Linked DNA regions of Mus musculus: regions 1, 2, 3, 5 and 6 are each linked to region 4. The links are chromatin contacts, called in public Hi-C, HiCAR-type, HiChIP or PLAC-seq and promoter capture Hi-C maps. All regions are on one chromosome and are shown on one strand. Each heading gives the region's core, a stretch centred on a gene start, on an enhancer-like site or on the middle of the called end of the contact. The rest is flanking DNA. Distances are from core to core; before and after follow the strand shown.

What was found. Promoter capture Hi-C pulls out the DNA fragments that hold promoters and counts their contacts. A called contact is a pair of places that touch in the nucleus more often than the background predicts. HiCAR-type assays count read pairs that join an accessible place to other places. HiChIP or PLAC-seq counts read pairs in DNA pulled down with a chosen protein or histone mark.
Region 1: a contact with region 4 is called in an H3K4me3 HiChIP or PLAC-seq map of embryonic stem cells, with 4 times the contacts expected there. The contact joins the promoter of Tmem144 here to the promoter of Pdgfc in region 4. A contact is called at or near these places in 17 of 39 promoter capture datasets (the 3T3-L1 cell line, 3T3-L1-derived adipocytes, the C10 cell line and 9 more), 1 of 15 datasets of contacts at CTCF or cohesin (the NIH/3T3 cell line), 7 of 484 Hi-C or Micro-C datasets (the AML12 cell line, embryonic fibroblasts, nephron progenitors and 1 more), 12 of 115 datasets of contacts at active chromatin or transcription factors (bone marrow-derived macrophages, cardiomyocytes, craniofacial prominence and 5 more) and 2 of 9 other capture datasets (adipose tissue and macrophages).
Region 2: a contact with region 4 is called in a promoter capture Hi-C map of stem cell-derived epiblast-like cells, with 3 times the contacts expected there. The contact joins the promoter of Map9 here to the promoter of Pdgfc in region 4. A contact is called at or near these places in 9 of 39 promoter capture datasets (the 3T3-L1 cell line, cranial neural crest, frontonasal cranial neural crest and 5 more), 4 of 484 Hi-C or Micro-C datasets (the N1E-115 cell line, cerebral cortex, cortical neurons and 1 more) and 4 of 115 datasets of contacts at active chromatin or transcription factors (astrocytes, embryonic stem cells and stem cell-derived neural progenitor cells).
Region 3: a Hi-C map of uterus shows a contact between it and region 4, with 4 times the contacts expected there. The contact joins the promoter of Gask1b here to the promoter of Pdgfc in region 4. A contact is called at or near these places in 13 of 39 promoter capture datasets (the 3T3-L1 cell line, the C10 cell line, cranial neural crest and 7 more), 1 of 15 datasets of contacts at CTCF or cohesin (large pre-B cells), 3 of 484 Hi-C or Micro-C datasets (the AtT-20 cell line, cerebral cortex and uterus), 6 of 115 datasets of contacts at active chromatin or transcription factors (the NIH/3T3 cell line, cardiomyocytes, embryonic forebrain and 2 more) and 1 of 9 other capture datasets (macrophages).
Region 5: a HiCAR-type map of astrocytes shows a contact between it and region 4, with 3 times the contacts expected there. The contact joins the promoter of Gucy1b1 here to the promoter of Pdgfc in region 4. A contact is called at or near these places in 2 of 39 promoter capture datasets (the C10 cell line and hippocampal neurons) and 1 of 115 datasets of contacts at active chromatin or transcription factors (astrocytes).
Region 6: a contact with region 4 is called in a Hi-C map of embryonic fibroblasts, with 3 times the contacts expected there. The contact joins the enhancer-like site here to the promoter of Pdgfc in region 4. A contact is called at or near these places in 3 of 39 promoter capture datasets (the 3T3-L1 cell line and pre-B cells), 1 of 484 Hi-C or Micro-C datasets (embryonic fibroblasts), 2 of 115 datasets of contacts at active chromatin or transcription factors (the NIH/3T3 cell line and embryonic limb bud) and 2 of 9 other capture datasets (embryonic tail and embryonic trunk).

The regions. Positions count from the first base shown.
Region 1 is chr3:79,841,322-79,844,299 of GRCm38.p6, forward strand. It overlaps Tmem144 (transmembrane protein 144), which reads right to left and starts at 1,588. Exons shown (of 12, transcript NM_001379543.1): 1 at 1,450-1,588.
Region 2 is chr3:82,356,468-82,359,379 of GRCm38.p6, forward strand. It overlaps Map9 (microtubule-associated protein 9), which reads left to right and starts at 1,605. Exons shown (of 14, transcript NM_001081230.1): 1 at 1,605-1,788; 2 at 2,508-2,657. The coding sequence starts at 2,583.
Region 3 is chr3:79,884,247-79,887,234 of GRCm38.p6, forward strand. It overlaps Gask1b (golgi associated kinase 1B), which reads left to right and starts at 1,684. Exons shown (of 4, transcript NM_133187.3): 1 at 1,684-2,884. The coding sequence starts at 1,981. It overlaps Gm36569 (a long non-coding RNA gene), which reads right to left and starts at 2,560. Exons shown (of 3, transcript XR_375740.1): 1 at 1,850-2,560.
Region 4 is chr3:81,035,144-81,037,843 of GRCm38.p6, forward strand. It overlaps Pdgfc (platelet-derived growth factor, C polypeptide), which reads left to right and starts at 1,273. Exons shown (of 6, transcript NM_019971.3): 1 at 1,273-2,411. The coding sequence starts at 2,294.
Region 5 is chr3:82,073,284-82,075,989 of GRCm38.p6, forward strand. It overlaps Gucy1b1 (guanylate cyclase 1, soluble, beta 1), which reads right to left and starts at 1,428. Exons shown (of 14, transcript NM_017469.4): 1 at 1,289-1,428; 2 at 715-788. The coding sequence starts at 1,291.
Region 6 is chr3:79,994,467-79,997,166 of GRCm38.p6, forward strand. No RefSeq gene overlaps it. Among named protein-coding and RNA genes, the nearest start is that of Gm36569, 110 kb to the left of the region's middle. Within about 2 kb of position 1,430, at least 77 of the 459 cell types and tissues checked have an H3K27ac peak or open chromatin away from gene starts, as enhancers often do. A contact at or near this core is called in the NIH/3T3 cell line and embryonic fibroblasts, where this site is marked.

The DNA of each region.
Region 1 (2,978 bases), core at 338-2,837, 1.2 Mb before region 4:
GACAGATAAAAAAATATCAGGGCTTTTAAATACGAGGCAGGAGATTCCATTTAGACCTAATAAATAAGCAAATAACTAACAGGACTTCTAAATATGAGGCAGGAGAGCTATTTGGAAAGCTGTCCTGGGACTTAAAATACAGGTTTAATAGCGAAGAAATCATTTTTTTTCCATTTTAATTAAAACAAGCAAAGCAAGTGCATGGCTAAGAGGACAGTGCCTAACCATTTAATGAGGTAGATTATTTTACAGAAAAGAAGGCTCCACTAAGGGGTATTGATGGGCAGCCACAGGTTTCAGCCTGAATTGGATGAATAATTAGTAGTGCTAATTAGAGCGCATGACCTCATTTGACTGCTGAATCAACTCCAGTCAGTTATTGCCTTAGATAAACGATGTTCGTTTACAGCACACGGCTCCAGAGCATTTCCAAAAGCACATGATCTAATTCCCTGTGAACCAACAATCCCAGACTGCCATAAGGAAGAGTCCATCTCGCGTTAAATCAGTGACATTTCTGTGGTAAAGAGAAGCATCATTACTTTACTGAACATGTATCCCCAACCCTTTTTTCGCACAAACCTAGCCCCAAATTATTCCTCTAAAAATCTTATTTTCAGTCTAGGTTGGTAGCAAGCTAACTTCCGGCACTCAGAAGGCAGAAGCAGGAAGATCTTTGAGATCATCGCCTGCTTGGTTTACATAGCTAGTTCCAGACCATCCAGGACAACACTAGTGTGACCCTGTCTTTAAAAAAGCAAGCAAGCAAACAAAATCCATTATTATTATTATTATTATTATTATTATTATATTTTTTAATAATACGGCATGCTCGGCAAACGCTCTGCTCAGCTATACCCGAACCCCGTTTTTACTTTGTTTGATTTGAGACAGTCTCGCCAAGCTTTTCTAGGCAGACTTTAAACTCGCTTCAGAGCTCAGTCAAGCTTTAAACTTGTGCTAGATCCCTCCCATTCATTTAAAATTTTTTCAAGTTTTAGTTAGACAATAGGACCATAAATATCACGTGGGTCAGGTAGCACGTGACCTGCCCACACGCGTTTACCTTAGACAGATTACCAACCAGGCAGCAGCTATCGAAATAGTTCGTATTTCTCCAAGGTAAAAGCTTTCAACATTCCGTGGAAAAGTCTCAAGTCCAAGGATTCTAAGGTTTACGTGTTAAGTATCCACTTAATATTTTATTAAGCTACATTCATTCTTTCTAAAAAATTTACTACTTTCGTTTCATTACTGGTATATCTGCTTTTTCTCCCGACTACTTTAAAGTTTTAAGCAGCTCCTCCCCTGCGTTTAAGATAGTGCCGGCGCTCGATCAATGCCGCCTGCTCTAGTTTAAAGATTTCATTTCTGGTTTCCTTTAATTTCCTCCAATCTGAGTGCAGCTTCGCCTGTCTCTGGGCTGACGTCACGAGTGCTGGCACTTACTTGCTCTGCGAGTTTTCCCGAGGAGCTGAAGGTTGCAGGGCGGCTCTCAGACCCAGGGGCACCTTAGACTCAGGTGACCTGGTGGGGTCTCACTGCGCTGACTCTTCCCTGGACGCGTGCGGACTTCCTGCCGGAATCTGAAGGGAGACCGGAGTCCCTCCCAGGCGGAGGCTCAGGACACCCTCCCAGCGGAGGGCTGGAGCTCAGTCAGGTGACTAAGGAGTCCTCAGGCCCTCTGTCAGTCAGCGAGTTAACTAGAGAGTGTCGTGCCCCCCCCCCCCCCCCCCCTTTAAAGAAGAGCTCGTTCAGTGAGTAGCAAGTCACCTTCTGCTAAACACCACACCTTTAATTGTGCAGTTTGTGGATGAGACAAAGCCGGAGCTACCTCACACAGTTACAAAATAAATGCTCATTCCATCCCGGTTTGCCTTTGTTGTTAGGCAATCTCTCCTAATTTGCACTCCCAACTCTCATTCCCCCTTTTTAAAGTTGAGACAGCTTATTCCGAAGTTGCCTAGACTGGCTTAACGCTCACTCCACAGCCCAAGTAGACTCTGTGATCCTCCTGCCTCAGCCTCCCATGTAGCTGGAATCATGAGCTTAGACAAATGTAAACAATTAATGTGTGCTACTGTAATGTGAACTAAATGCCTTTGTGGCTTGCTGGCACATTTCAGTAGACAAGGGAGGTGGCTTTATACAAATCCATACACTGGAGTTGCGGAAAATAAAGCTTGGCCCGGGAGGTAATTTCTTTGAAAATAGCTTCCAGGAAGCTTTCCTGTGAAACCAGGCTGTGCATCACGTTCCAGAGCAGTAGCTGTATCCCACCCCACCTAAAGAGCTGTAAGAATCAAGAGCAATGGACAGGAGTGCAGGCTTCGGACATCCGATTGAGATTCAGAGGTAAAAGCAACCACTAGCATATGATGTAGATTTACCTGCCTCTTCTGTAGCTGAAAACCACGTGTGTGTGTGTGTGTGTGTGTGACTGTGTGCGTGCGCGTGTGTGTGTATGTGTGCGCGCACGTCCATATGTGTGTCTGTGTGTGCGCTCGTGTGTGTGTGTGTGTGTGTGTGTGTGTGTGTTTGTGTGTGTGTGTGTTCATCTCTCTCTGTCTCCCTCTCTCCCTCTCTCCCTCTCTCTCTCTCTCTCTCTCTCTCTCTCTCTCTCTCTCTGTGCATGTGTTCGTGTGAGTGTGTGTGTGTGACTGTGTGCGTGTGTGTGTGCGTGCATGTGTGTGTATGTGTGCGCGCGCGTCCATATGTGTCTGTGTGCGCGCTCTTGTGTGTGTGTGTGTGTGTGTGTGTGTGTGTGTGTGTGTGTGTGACAGACCTCTCCTAGACAGCAAGGCTGTCTCTCTAGGCCGGATACTAGCACAGCAGAAGACACAGATGTGAACTTCAAGAAGAGGAAGTGCTAGGTCCTGGCCTAGTCTGAGTTTGAGGCAGGCAGGCCTCTTGGAGTGGATTAAGCTGACACCATCCACTATCTGGTCATGTGAGATTCACAAGAAAGAGAAGAAAAG
Region 2 (2,912 bases), core at 355-2,854, 1.3 Mb after region 4:
CACACACACACCAAAACCAAAAGGCAACCTGAAGAATCACTGACAGTAAATTATCTTGAGCACTAACTAAAAGCAGTTCCTGTGCTGAGCCACTCAAAACCATGGTTAGGTGGGTCCATATACTGGACTTCAGGTCCAGCCTTCTCTCCCATACTTAGTACTCAACTCAAACTCACATGTGTAACAACTGAATTGCTGCTAGAAAGAATTCTCTTTAGAGCCTCTCACTTTGTGCTTGTGGCAAACAACCATCCGAAACCCATTCCCATTGTGTGCAACCCGGCCCTATTGGTAGCTGGGAACTCAGTGTTCTCTATCATTGATGTTGTTGTAAGTTTATTTTTGTAAGTCATGCCTACATTAAAGTTATATCAGTTAAATGAATACCAAATGAATAGAGCCCTTACACATTATCTAAAAATTAGTTCTTCCCATTTGGGTACCCGCCGTGGGTACAGGGCCTTTATCAGAATCATAGATGTTAATAAAATGTAGGATAGAAAAGCTAACAGTAACTGGTGAAAATAGAAAATCTTTTCCTTATGCAGATATTCACTTAAAAATAGTTAAAAACAACATAATTAGCCAAAACAAATTTACCAACCAAGAACAAGTTGAAAAACTTAAACTAGGCTTTTTAAAGGAGTTATTGCAAATATTACTTAGAAACCTTTTTCTCACTGAACTTCATATTTGTTTTTGTGTATTTAAAGATCTATTTGTCAGGGTTATTTTTTAAAAGAAACATTGTGGAGATACAGAAACAAGTTTAGTCACTTGTTAATGAATTGATTTCGACATACCTTTTTCAAGTTAAAAATAGATGAAGTCTGTGTAACTTTAAAAGTTTAAGTGTTTTGTGTATTAATAAATTATTAAATGGCAAAGATAGTGATACTGTCAGCAGTACTTTTTCCAGCCTTCTCCCCTGTGTTTTATTTGCTGACTTCTTTTTAACCAGATTATCTACTAAATATAGAAAGGGTAAACTTTTCACCAAAGATGTAAAACAGGCTCTGGGCTGTGTGTGCTTATGGGATACTTTAGCACACACACCCCTACCCCTACTCTCTGCCTCCTCCTCCTCCGCCCCCCCCCCCCCAACTGCATTACTTACAAGAAACGCTCCTATGTAATATTAACTGAATGCGATTCTAAACATTTCCCAATATTTCGCTATATATTGTATTCGGTATTCACTGCAATCCTTTAAGGAGACAGTCTTATTAGTTTCTTATCAAATCATAGAGATCTTATTTTGCATATTCCAAGAATCAAACGTGCAGTTTAACTCCGACGATTGCAAACGTCACTACTACGTCGTTCTGTTGAGTCCGCTGACACTGCACTGACTCACGCATTCCACGTTCTAACTAGCAAAAGGAAGCTTTGCATCGTGGTCACGCAATACCTGCCTATAAACAAGGACTCTGAGCAGGGGCAATCAAGGTTCCTTGTGGCGTGATGGCAGAGGGCCGGTCTTGTTTCCTAGGTAACAGCCATTGCACACAAGCTGATAGGGCACCGCGCTCCCAACACCTCCACCAGTGATGTCACTTCCTTGGTCTGTGCGGTTGTCCCAGCGACGCCGGCGGAAAGGCGGTGTTGGGTACCCAAGAGACCAGGCGGTTGGAAGTCACTTCCTCCCGGGGACGCTGTTGCCTAGCAACCGCCTTCTGCCTCCATCTTTTGCCCCGCCTCCAGGTTATTCCAATACCTGGTTTCCCAGACCGCGAGGCCCGGGCCGGGGGCGACACCTGTGCTAGAGCATAGCCGCTGGGTTCTCAGGTGGTCACAGGGGCCCGGGTGCACGGGGAGCGGGGTGGATGCAGGAGGCGCGGGCCGTGGTACGTGGAGGAACGGAGGGGACCGTGCTGGGTGTGCGGGGCCCTGGCGCGTGCTGGGCCGGGAGCCGCGCGGAGCTGGGATGCGGACGCCGCCTGGCCAGCCCGGGGAGCTCTGGGCGGTGGCCGGCGATCCAAATGGGCCTCCGACGTCGCGCGCTGGAAGCCTGATGTGCTGCAACTTAGTGTGGAGATGTGTGTGTAACAGCAAACGAATGGTTTGGGAAAATGTCGCTGCTGCTTGTGGTTAAGCATCGTTTTGAATACTGTTATGTGCAAGCCATTTCCGGGGCTGGGAACCTTGACAGTCCTCTTGGTTGCAGCTTGAACTAAGTCGTGGTGGCGTCCGCAATGCTGTGTGTTTTTAATAATGGAAAGTGAAATTGTTTGGCAACATTTTGTTATTATGTAGTTCATTCATCCTTCTAGTGGATGTAGAACAGTAATAACTTCCTCATGGATTTTCTTTTCGTGAAAACCAATTTGTTGTGAAATTTTTATGTACTTAACATAAAACGCTCTTAACGTTTTTAGGTGAATATATTGTACAATGATTAGAGCGATTTCTCTTTGGAGCGGGGTTGTGGGGCACTAATCCCAGGAACAGTGTCTTGATCATGTAAAAACGTCTAATTCTTTAAAATATTTATATGTATATTTCAGCCACCATCAGAGGTTGAATGAATTATTTCAGTAATTTATTAACTGTTGTATAAAAGCAGAGAAAAAGGACACACCATGTCCGATGAAATCTTCAGCACAACTTTGGCGTACACCAAGAGTCCAAAGGCTACCAAGAGAACTTCCTTTCAGGTAAAACGCTGCAAAGCATTTGGTTTTGATTATGCTGCTGCCTAGCCCTTGCTGGTTCTCACAAGATCTGGCATGACGTGGGAGGAGTTCTTGCTTCACTGTTAGTGTGTTGTAGGTCATCTGTCAACTTTGGGCTCCAGTATTGAAACACCCCTCTCTGTAGGATCCTGTCTTCAATATTTGGTTTCTAAGTTGCAAGCCAAAGAGCGACTTCAGAGCTTGGCTCTCTTTAGATTTTGGTTTTCTGTCGTAAGC
Region 3 (2,988 bases), core at 434-2,933, 1.2 Mb before region 4:
CATCATATTCTATTATTTTCATTTCCCACCACATCACAGCCTTTTCTCTAAAAAGGGGGTAATCGTCCCTATCCCATTGGTGGCTTCTTGTTTGATTCTGTTTGCTGTGGAAGCAGAGACAAGTAAGCCCAGTGAGACCCCAAGGTCATCTGATCCTGCCTTTGTGCCAGGACATGCAAATGACCCAGGCCAATCACTAACCTGTTTTCAGAAGACCTCCAATCAGAAGGGGTCCAGGCTGCCTTCTGAGGGCTGTTGCTGTGTTCATTTGCATGCTGCAAGAACCTTCTCATCTCCCTACACCCCACTCTTATCTCACGCTTCCGTTTCTCTACTCATTTCCAGTGACCCCCTTCTTAGCTTTGTCTACCTTTCCTGGCCGTTTTACCCCCATCGAGAACTGGTGGGAGACAAGAGTTAGTCTGCAAACAGCCCAGATGTAAGGTAAGTTGCAGGCCCTGGACTCTGGCGTCCAGTTTCCCCTTCCCAACTCCGTGGGGTCAGGCAGGGGTCAGTGGGCACTCCTCATTTTTCTAAGGTATTTATTTGGCAACAGGGTCTCCGCCAACTCCAGCAAAACACTTCAGATCACTTCAGCTTCCCAAGGCTGCCATTTCTGTGTCGCTTAGCAAATGAGACACTAGGGGGCTCCCAGGGGCTGAAAGGAGCAGAAAGTTGTTTGAATGAAAACTGGGTCTGAGCTGTGTTTGGAGAAATTCAAAATTAAATTTTATTTTTTATTTTTTTAGTCATCTTTAAAAAGAACCTCACGTGTCTGAAAACGGCGCAGCAGCCAGTTTACAAATCATTTTGCTCCGCTGTTAGAAGGCGGCAGCTTTTAAGGCTGAGCCGAGATGTTTGAAAGGTGGAACACCCTTGGCCATGAAATATGTTCTCCTTACGTGCCTCAGCCTTTCAAAGTTCTGTGCATTAGAGTCAGGAATTCCATTCTTCCTGGAGCTAAGCGTGGGGCCAGCTGTGTAAGTAAAGTTTTGTTTTTCTTCTTAAACAACTTTTTCCCTCTATTTAAAAATGTGAAGAAAAAGGCAAAAAAAACAACAACAAAAAAAAAAACAACAAAAAAAAACCCACCAAAAAACCTAGATATTCTTTTCTTTCATTTTTGCTCTCTTTAGTGGAAAGAAAAGGAATAAAAAGTTGTGTGTGTGTGTGTGTGTGTGTGTGTGTGTGTGTGTGAGAGAGAGAGAGAGAGAGAGAGAGAGAGAGAGAGAGAGAGAGAGAACTCACCCTTTTCAAGCTATATAAACATCAAGGGGTAGTTAAATAACAATTTTAGATATGGAATATATTGTGAAAACAATGTGGAACATTAGTTAAGAGAATATGTTTAAATATGAACTCACTACTTGATATTTTTGTAATATATATCTTACAAAAGTTAGGGTGTCTATAAAAATCTTAAAAAGTATTTATTTCTTTTCTTATTTCTGAATCACAAAAAGGGGGTCTGCAGGGGATCCTGGTTGATGACTTTTAAGAGTTTTGCTTCTCAGATGTAGTGGCTTTAACTGTGAGCTAGCAAACGCTCTTTGCAGCTTGTCTTCATTACTTTAAAGTAAAATCAGACTCACACACCTATCTTGCTTCCGCATTTTAAACTTTACACCAAACTTGGTAGAATTTGTGGAAGGAAAGGGTTACTCGCCTCTTTCCTCTTGTAGAGGAACTGAAATGGGTTGAGTTAGTGATTCAGTCAACTCTTGTTTCCATTCATTCCCAGAGTCAGCCCTCCTTTCTCCTGGGAAAGGCTGATAGGAGTTTAAAAGGCTTGCGGTGGCCAGTTCACAAAGCGTTCCCAGAACCCGCAGCAGCGACCCTTCTCTTTTACCTCTCTGCCTGTTGGAGACCACTTAGATAGCGAAGCGGACTGGACGGCTGGATTCAGGAAGCCATGAATCATGTCACCCGGAGCCAGCTGCAGACTTTAAACTCAGTTCAGCATGTGGAAGCGGCAGAGAAATGACCTGTCCAGACAAGCCGGGGCAGCTCGTAAACTGGTTTGTCTGCTCTCTGTGCGCCCCACGAGTGTGTAAACTTTGGAGTAGTCGGCGTCCCAGGACCAGACGGAACCTCCTGCTGGGCACTGCCTGTGCCATCTACCTGGGCTTTCTGGTGAGCCAGGTGGGCAGAGGTTCCTTTCAGCATGGGCAGGCGACTGACAGGGGACCACCCAACGGTCACGACATCTTCAAGGTACCCTTCTCTGAGATTCCCCTGGATGGTACCCTGGCCCCTCCAGAGTTGCAGGGCAATGGAAGCACTTTGCAGCCCAACGTGGTGTACATTACTCTACGCTCCAAGCGCAGCAAGCCTGCGAATATCCGTGGCACGGTGAAACCCAAGCGCAGGAAGAAGTATGCGGTGGCATCTGCAGCCCCTGATCAGGAGGTGCTGGTTAGACCATCCCTTATACAGCAGGAAGCTGCACGGGCAGCAGATGCTGAAGTACCTGGCTATGTTCAGGGTTACCTAACCAAGGTTGGTGAACGACCCTGGAGGGTGCTGCGTGGTCCTGGAGTCAGAACTAGAGGTTCAAACTTGCAGCAGCCTAGGGCCCGAGAGAGCAACATTAGGATTTATAGCGAGAGCGCCCCCTCATGGCTGAGCAAAGAAGACATCCGCAGAATGCGCCTCCTGGCTGATAGTGAGGTGGCTAGCATCCTACCTATCTCTAAGAGTGGTACCCGCTTGCTGGTGTTGGAAGGGAGCACCTCAGGCTCTGTGCCTGGCTGCGGGCCTAGCCCCTGTGGGCTTCTCAAGCAGCCGCTGGACATGAGTGAAGTGTTCGCCTTCCACCTGGACAGGATCCTGGGTCTCAACAGGACCCTGCCATCTGTGAGCAGGAAATTAGAGTTCATCCAAGGTAACAGATTCACTTGCTTCTTATTTGCAGCTGCTGGGGATTTGGGATCGTTTTCTCCTTTCCCCCACTCTCTCTGAATTATTTTCCCCACCCATGTTTCCCAT
Region 4 (2,700 bases), core at 23-2,522:
GGCACTGAAGATGATGCACTGCTAACTTGAATAAAGTAACAAGGCTTGTACCATTAACATCCATACACTTAAAGTCTAAGCAAGAGACTTTCTATCCAACACTGTAAAGGTGGAAATCCCACAGATAAGAATGAATGAATGGAACAGGTTTGTAAGGATTTCACAGGAGAACAGCATCTTTCTTTATTTGGTCCCGGGGACTTCCTGGATGCCAAGCAGGAGTTATAATGAACAACCTGTCAAGTACTCATTTGAAGGAAGAGAGAAGAGGACAGAGACCTGGCTAGAACAGGGTTGTTTGGTAGGCCCCAGTGGTGTCCAAGAACAAAGGAAAAGATTAACATTTTATCGTTTGGACTGGTCCCATCTTTTATTTCTGTCTCCAGGTCATGCCCGGTTTCAGGATTATGTTTACCTTGGTTCTATGGTTGGATTGCATGCCCTGACTGATTCAACTAAGTACTTGGTGATACATCTGTCTGACTGCACACCAAGGCATTTGCTTGCTCTAATGTTATTTTTATTTTCCTTATTTTCATTTTCTTTTTTTATTACCCCTCCATCCAAAGATGCATCTTTTGTTTAGATTTCAAACCCTACTGTGCCTTCAACGCTTTCACGAGGATTTTCTGATAAGGAAAGCATATTGGAATCCTATCAGAGACACATGTATTGCACATGGAACCACCCTAGGCCCTACTAACATGTTTTTCTCATTCTAGATAACCCCATAGGAACTTTAGTCTCAGCACGAAGCACTTCGTGCATAAAGGCAACCAGTTCAAACATTAGGGGCTCCAGGACAGCCTATGTGTAAATTGCCACACTATGTCCCCAGACACTCTAGGAGCTAGATTTCATTATCATGCAGCACCCAGCTGCAAAGGACAGGGACTCTTTCTTCTGCTCAGTGGTACCCTCCAACCCCAGTTCCTCTCCAAACAGGGTTCATGTGGATACAGTGGTGCATGGCTTCAATTCATGTTACAACTCTGACTTTATCTTTACTTTTGATTTATTCATTCTCCTTCAGACAGAGCCATTCTGGAAGCATCTTGAGTTCAACTTCCCTCCTTCAGTGCAGAACTCTGGCCACGAGTCCTGACAAAGCGCTTTGGGAGTGGGGATCCCCTTAGGAATGAAAGACAAGTTACAGCCAGGGAGAGCCAGAAGAGAAGGAGTGGCTGTCCTCTCCTACTTTTTTTTCCCTCTCTCTTTCTCTGAGTTTGCAGCACCCTTGAACAGCCCGCAGACTCCTTATTTGGGGTTAGGGGCGCCCAGGGGAAAGGAAGCTGGGGGCCGCCTGGCGGCATTCCTCGCCGCAGTGTGGGCTCCGTCTGCCGCGGGGCCCGCAGTGCCCCCTGTCTGCGCCAGCACCTGTTGGCCCGCCAGCTGGCCGCCCGCGCCCCCCGCGCCCCCCGCGCCCGCCCGGCCGCCAGCCCCGCGCCCCGCGCGCCGCCCGCTGGGGGAAAGTGGAGACGGGGAGGGGACAAGAGCGATCCTCCAGGCCAGCCAGGCCTTCCCTTAGCCGCCCGTGCTTAGCCGCCACCTCTCCTCAGCCCTGCGTCCTGCCCTGCCTTAGGGCAGGCATCCGAGCGCTCGCGACTCCGAGCCGCCCAAGCTCTCCCGGCTTCCCGCAGCACTTCGCCGGTACCCGAGGGAACTTCGGTGGCCACCGACTGCAGCAAGGAGGAGGCTCCGCGGTGGATCCGGGCCAGTCCCGAGTCGTCCCCGCGGCCTCTCTGCCCGCCCGGGACCCGCGCGGCACTCGCAGGGCACGGTCCCCTCCCCCCAGGTGGGGGTGGGGCGCCGCCTGCCGCCCCGATCAGCAGCTTTGTCATTGATCCCAAGGTGCTCGCCTCGCTGCCGACCTGGCTTCCAGTCTGGCTTGGCGGGACCCCGAGTCCTCGCCTGTGTCCTGTCCCCCAAACTGACAGGTGCTCCCTGCGAGTCGCCACGACTCATCGCCGCTCCCCCGCGTCCCCACCCCTTCTTTCCTCCCTCGCCTACCCCCACCCCCCGCACTTCGGCACAGCTCAGGATTTGTTTAAACCTTGGGAAACTGGTTCAGGTCCAGGTTTTGCTTTGATCCTTTTCAAAAACTGGAGACACAGAAGAGGGCTCTAGGAAAAACTTTTGGATGGGATTATGTGGAAACTACCCTGCGATTCTCTGCTGCCAGAGCCGGCCAGGCGCTTCCACCGCAGCGCAGCCTTTCCCCGGCTGGGCTGAGCCTTGGAGTCGTCGCTTCCCCAGTGCCCGCCGCGAGTGAGCCCTCGCCCCAGTCAGCCAAATGCTCCTCCTCGGCCTCCTCCTGCTGACATCTGCCCTGGCCGGCCAAAGAACGGGGACTCGGGCTGAGTCCAACCTGAGCAGCAAGTTGCAGCTCTCCAGCGACAAGGAACAGAACGGTGAGTATCGCCCCCTCCTCCCCCTTCCCGCGTCTCGCTGTGCGTTCGGGTTGGCATTGTGCGGTGGCATGTGGGGTCCTCCAGTCGTGGAGCTGATGGTCGGGTCTCTGGCGCTGCAGATGGGAGTTTCCTGAGTCCGCGTGCACTTTCTGGGGTGGGGGCAGATTTCGGCAGTTTGCAACTTCCGAAGCTCACTGAGTAGAGGGAGCGGGAAGTGCCCCGCAACCTCAGAGTGGAGAGGACGCATGGGCTATGGAAAGGATTGGAAAAGTCAACTGTGACCACATTG
Region 5 (2,706 bases), core at 178-2,677, 1.0 Mb after region 4:
GTGGCATTGTGTTTGCCTGTCAAGGACAAGGTTCTGGCTTCAATCCCCAATAAACCTCCTCCTTAGACCTACAGAAAGCTTAAGAGATGCCTTGGGCCTTAAAATCTCAGATAAGTCTATTTTCTCGTCTTATCTGAGTACCAGACTCAAAGCTCTACAGAAACTAGGATGCCCTGCTAGGGTTGCCAGAAGAAAACACAGCAAAGCAAGGGTGATTTGGGCAAGTTAAAGGGAAAATGTCCCTTTATTACATATCGGTTTCTCATGACTTACTGGAGAAATAATCTTTGAGTGTACTATACCATAACCAAATGATTTAACCATATTACGTGTTCCTGGTGTGCAAATCGCAAAAGAAAGCGAATCTTCTGTTCATTTCCTGCCTCTGATCCTAAGACCTTGCAGAGGCCCAGGAAGCCCCCAGGTCCCCTTGCATGGGAGCTAGCCAACCCTCTGAACCTGGCCTGGGAGTCACAGTGCTCTGCCTGTCTGGGTGTTCCCACGCTCAGTCCGGGTGAAGAGGCCGCAGCGACCCCAAGGGGCTTGATCACGCGGCCACGCCCCGGCCTACCCTCCTCTCCTGGTCCCGGCTTCGGAGCGTGGGAGAGGAGACCGGAGGATGCGCACCACGACCCTGCTGGGAGCAGCCAGGGAAGCGGGCGGGCGCGGGCTCGGTGCCAACGCGCGGCCCTGGGAGCGGGGCTGTTCACTTACTTGATGTCTTCCCACACCTCGGGACCATAATTGCGGATCACCAGCAGCTCCAGGGCATGGTTCACGAAACCGTACTGAAGGGCAGAGAGAGAGACCGTGGTCAAGGACCCGCGCCTTGCAACCCGGTCTTCCACCCGGTGCCTCTGACCTGTCATTCGCCTTCAGGATAAGCTTTCGGGTACCCTATTCTAAAAGGGGGGACTCTGCGGGATCTTTGAATTCTCGTCGTCCCTTTCCCCTCCCCCATCTTCTTACCCCTGCTCACCTGTCACCGTGGTGCAACAGGGGTAGCTCAGGAACCTGAGCCCTGAGCTTCCCACACCACCCTGCCCGTGGAACCCAGAATCCCCAGAAGTTGGAGGCTGGGGTTGAGTGGTGGGGACCCAACCAGACCCAGAGACTCGGAGCACTCCAGCAGATCATATGTCCCCACCTCCCACCAAAAGCGCTGTTCCTCGCGGCCCTCCGCTCTGTGTGCCCTGGGGCTTGTTTCTGCATCTCAGCCAGCTCTCTAGCCAGTCAAGGTCCACCCGCTCAGGTGTGATGTTCCGCTGACCATCCTGACAGCACTCACCATGGTGTCCGCGCCCGGAGCCTAGGAAGCAGCTTCCAGGCAAGAGTACCGCGGAAGGGACCCAGACAGCGACTACAGCGGCGACAGTGCTCCCAGACCAGCACAGAGCTGAAGCTAGGGCATCAGTCTCGGCCAACTCTGATTGCCACCTCTTCTCAGCCAATGACGAGTGGAGCCGCAGGAGGCTGGGCGCTGTTTCTTCCCATATCTTAGCCAATCAGTGACAGAGGAGGGAATTCAGATGGGCTCAGAGCTACTGTGCTCAAACATTTTCCCGCCCCAGTCTGGTGACAAGTCATTTCTTTTGAGGCCTTAAGGCAGATAGAACAGAACCAGCTGTGCTCCTTCCAGCATGGATGGGGTATTGTCATTGTCATCCTCGTACATCTGTTCTAATGTCCTAGAGCTTGGGCGTGTGTGTGTGTGTGTGTGTGTGTGTGTGTGTGTGTGTGTGTGCGCGCGCGCGCGCCCAGTGTTGATTAACATCGTCATGTTTTTTGTAGTTATGCACATAAACATTTCCTCTGTTGCTTTACCTAGCAACAGCTGGCAAACATAGCTAATCCTACAAAATTAACATTTTTACTTTTAGTCAATTAAGTTAATAATCAAGTGCACAAACTAAGATGTTTTGTAATATACAAGAGGTTTAGCAACTGCATTAGACTTTTTGCCATTGAGACAAAATACCTGACATTAACCAGCAGAATTCATGTTTTTGCCTGTGGTTTTTAGAGATCCATCGTTTTTTGTTTTTGTTTTCGCTTTTTTTTTTGTCTCCGTTGCTTTGGGGCGTGTGGAACAGCCCAACTCCATGGTGGCTGAGAGAATGGCCGAGGCTGTTTAGTTCATTACAGAGACACACAGGTGGGCCCAGTAGAGGCTTACAGTTCCCAAGGACACCCACAGTGGTCTACTTACAAACTCCAAAAAGGCTTCCAGAAGTTTCCAAACTGGTATTTCCCAGCTGGGGAATATGCTCTCAAGTACCTTCTCGGAGGATAGATACTTCATGTATCTTCTTGGAGGATAGATACTTCATGTGCAAACATAATTGTGAGCAAAACGTTAAGCCATCTTGTCTGTGAACTTTACAGGACAGGCCATATTACAACCCAGGAGTTAGAATTCCAGAAGTTTTAGATTTGTCTTGTATTTCTGTTTTGTCTGTTTGTCTGTCTGTCCATCAGTCCACCCACCCACCCACCCATCCATCCATCCATCCATCCATCCATCCAAGGGCCCATTACAAATGTGTGAACATTTCATCCCTCTCCAGTATGTCTTTCTCCCTCCCTCCCTCCTTCCCTCCTTCCCTTTCTCCTTCCCTCTTTCTTTCTTTCTTTCTTTCTTTCTTTCTTTCTTTCTTTCTTTCTTTCTTTCTCTCTTCCTTCCTTCCTCCCCCTCTCTCTCTTTCT
Region 6 (2,700 bases), core at 180-2,679, 1.0 Mb before region 4:
TCCCTTTAAGTTGCTTTCAAATGACCCAACCCTGAGTCCAGCTCTGAAATCACTGAAACCAAGGTATAGATAGCTGCAAGCCCACCCCTTTGTAATGGATGTCCTTCCCGTAGCCTTCTGCTCAACTGCTACTAGCTAGGAATAAAGACTTTACTTGATTAGCCCACCAGTTCGTCATTAGAAGTATTAAGTTATATGGCTCAATGAAACACTGAGTCAAAAACAAAACAAAACAAACAAAACAAAACAAAACAAACAAAAAACAACAAGAAGCAAGAATTGTACTTCTTGATGAAACCCAAATGGCATTTAGAGTGCACATTCTATTTATATTAATTCCCACCTCTGTCACACAGTCAAATGTTTTTCTCTTAAGATCTAGCAAAGTCAAGTTCTGTCAGAGGGTTACAAATAGTAGGAAAGACTAATAGTAACGTATTTTATCCCAAATGTCTTTAGAATTGACAGCTGCCTCCTGCTGCTCTTGGCTTATTCATTTACTTAAGGAATGACACTGCGTTGCCTCCAAGTTTTGTCAGTTATGAATAAGTCTCCAATAGGTATTATTGGGAAGGTTTTTATCTGGACATACATTTCAATTCCTTTGAGTAAACATCAAGACACATAATTGCCAGACACTGTTTCTTTTATACAATACTACCAAATCTCTTTCATAGATGATTTAGGATGTTGCATTTCCCCAAGCAATGAATGGGAATCCCTATTGCTCCAGAGCCCTTCCTATGACCAGGGATATCGATCTTGACATTCAAATATTAAGATTCTACAATCGTTTCCCAAAGCCTAAAGTAGGAAGAACTGACATAAATGGTGACCAAATTAAGACCCCGTGCAAGAAGAATGTGAGGAATGCATGACAAATATGAATCCTCAAGCTGGATGTGGTGGCACACATCTGCAACCCCTGTATGTGGTGGCACACATCTGCAACCCCTGCATGTGGTGGCACACATCTGCAACCCCTGCATGTGGTGGCACACATCTGCAACCCTTGCATTAGAAGGCTGAAGCAAGAGGATGAGTAGACTGAGGATAGTCTGGGCAGTAAAACAAGAAAATAGTATCCTGAAAGAAGGAACATCTTTTGTCTCTAGATTGACTGTGGCTCACAGGTCATCCTGCCAGAGAGATACAGATTGTAAAATGATGAGGATTAGAAATTGACCCTGGCAAAACACAAATGTCGGAGAAGCCTGTTCTTAAGGCCACAGTTCAGCATGTCTGGATAGCTCTGTGAGCTTGATGCAGAATGGAGGACTCCCCTTTCCGTCAGGGGTTCCCTTTCTCTACCTGGCACTGGTTGGAAAGCGTCTCTGAACACAGATGCCTGACCTTGTTTGGAGGATGACTGTGCAGAGCTCTCTGCAAATGCTGCATGACTCAGCACACAAGTCCTGCTCTAGCTTCCCAGCCGAATGATAATTAAGTACTGGGTTCTGGCCAATCAGCTCTCTCCACCCTTAGGAGCCCTATATACCCTGCCTCGGAACACTAAAGTAGAGTTGTCTCACTTAAGCTCTGTTCTGAAGTCCTTCTATCAGACTCATGGCTGTCTGCACCCTGCATGATGCTGTTCCCTCGGCCCTTACGTGTAGGTGGCCAAAGTACATCCCCTACCCCCAGGAGAAGGGAGACCCATATACAAATATTTTTTTCAGATAAAGCAATATGTTCTACCGTAGGAAGACATTTTAATGTAGGGAAGAATGTTTCAGACTCAGTTCTGTGATGAGGACAAGCCCTTGATTTCAAGACCAAAGCATATTTCCAGGAATCACCCAAGCAAACAATGGCTAAGTCCTTTGTAGAATAACTAAGAAAAAAAAAGGACTTTGACCCCTTCATTTTAGCTAGTATGTTTCTTGAACTAAGAATTCACAGGGCAAAGTATATAAGCTAAAATTCAGTCTATGGCCATAAGGAAGCCAGTGCCATGTAGTATCTTAATACCCAAGTCACTTTAACGTATTTATGGAGCAGACCAAGACATCCAAGTAAATCCACATCTTGGCTGGGGTTCAAAAAACATCTGTTGTGACACCTTCAAGGGATGTCAGGACAGAGGATGAATTTCCCTTTGTGTCAGGAAAGCTAGCACTAACCCTTGTAGGAAAAGTTATAGAAAAGGAAAATGAGGAACAGAGGGAGAAGGAGGAGGGAGAGCAGAGGAGGAAAAGGTCATGTAACGTTATCAGAATCCAAGAATTATAAAAAGTGGATTTACATAAGCTGAATAAAGAGCCAGAATTACAGATACATTTTATTGAAAATAGAAGATTTATTCCAAAAGTCTTTCATTATTTTAGCCTAGTATGACCCATCAAATCTGCCCAGTGATTGGTCACAGCCTACACACTTGGGACTGGGTTCAGATCTAGAGATGCTTAGAATGTCATGGCATCGGTACCAGGAGAACACTGAAAGTCTGTTACTTCTTTCATGAGACCTCCTCGTGCAGATTCTCAAGCAGGTCTAAAAATGAATTGCAGTGGGAAGTACAGGGGAGAAGAGACAGTGGAGGCTGACAGCTTTCCCTGCAATTTGAGAGTGGCTAGGGTGAGCAGTCTCTCAGTGATGCAGCTTTTGTGAAGTCTGAAGGAGTAGCCGACATTTTTGTTCAGCCTGACTAGAGACAGGGAAGAAGATGCAGATTAACAACTATCTACAGACATCAAAAAT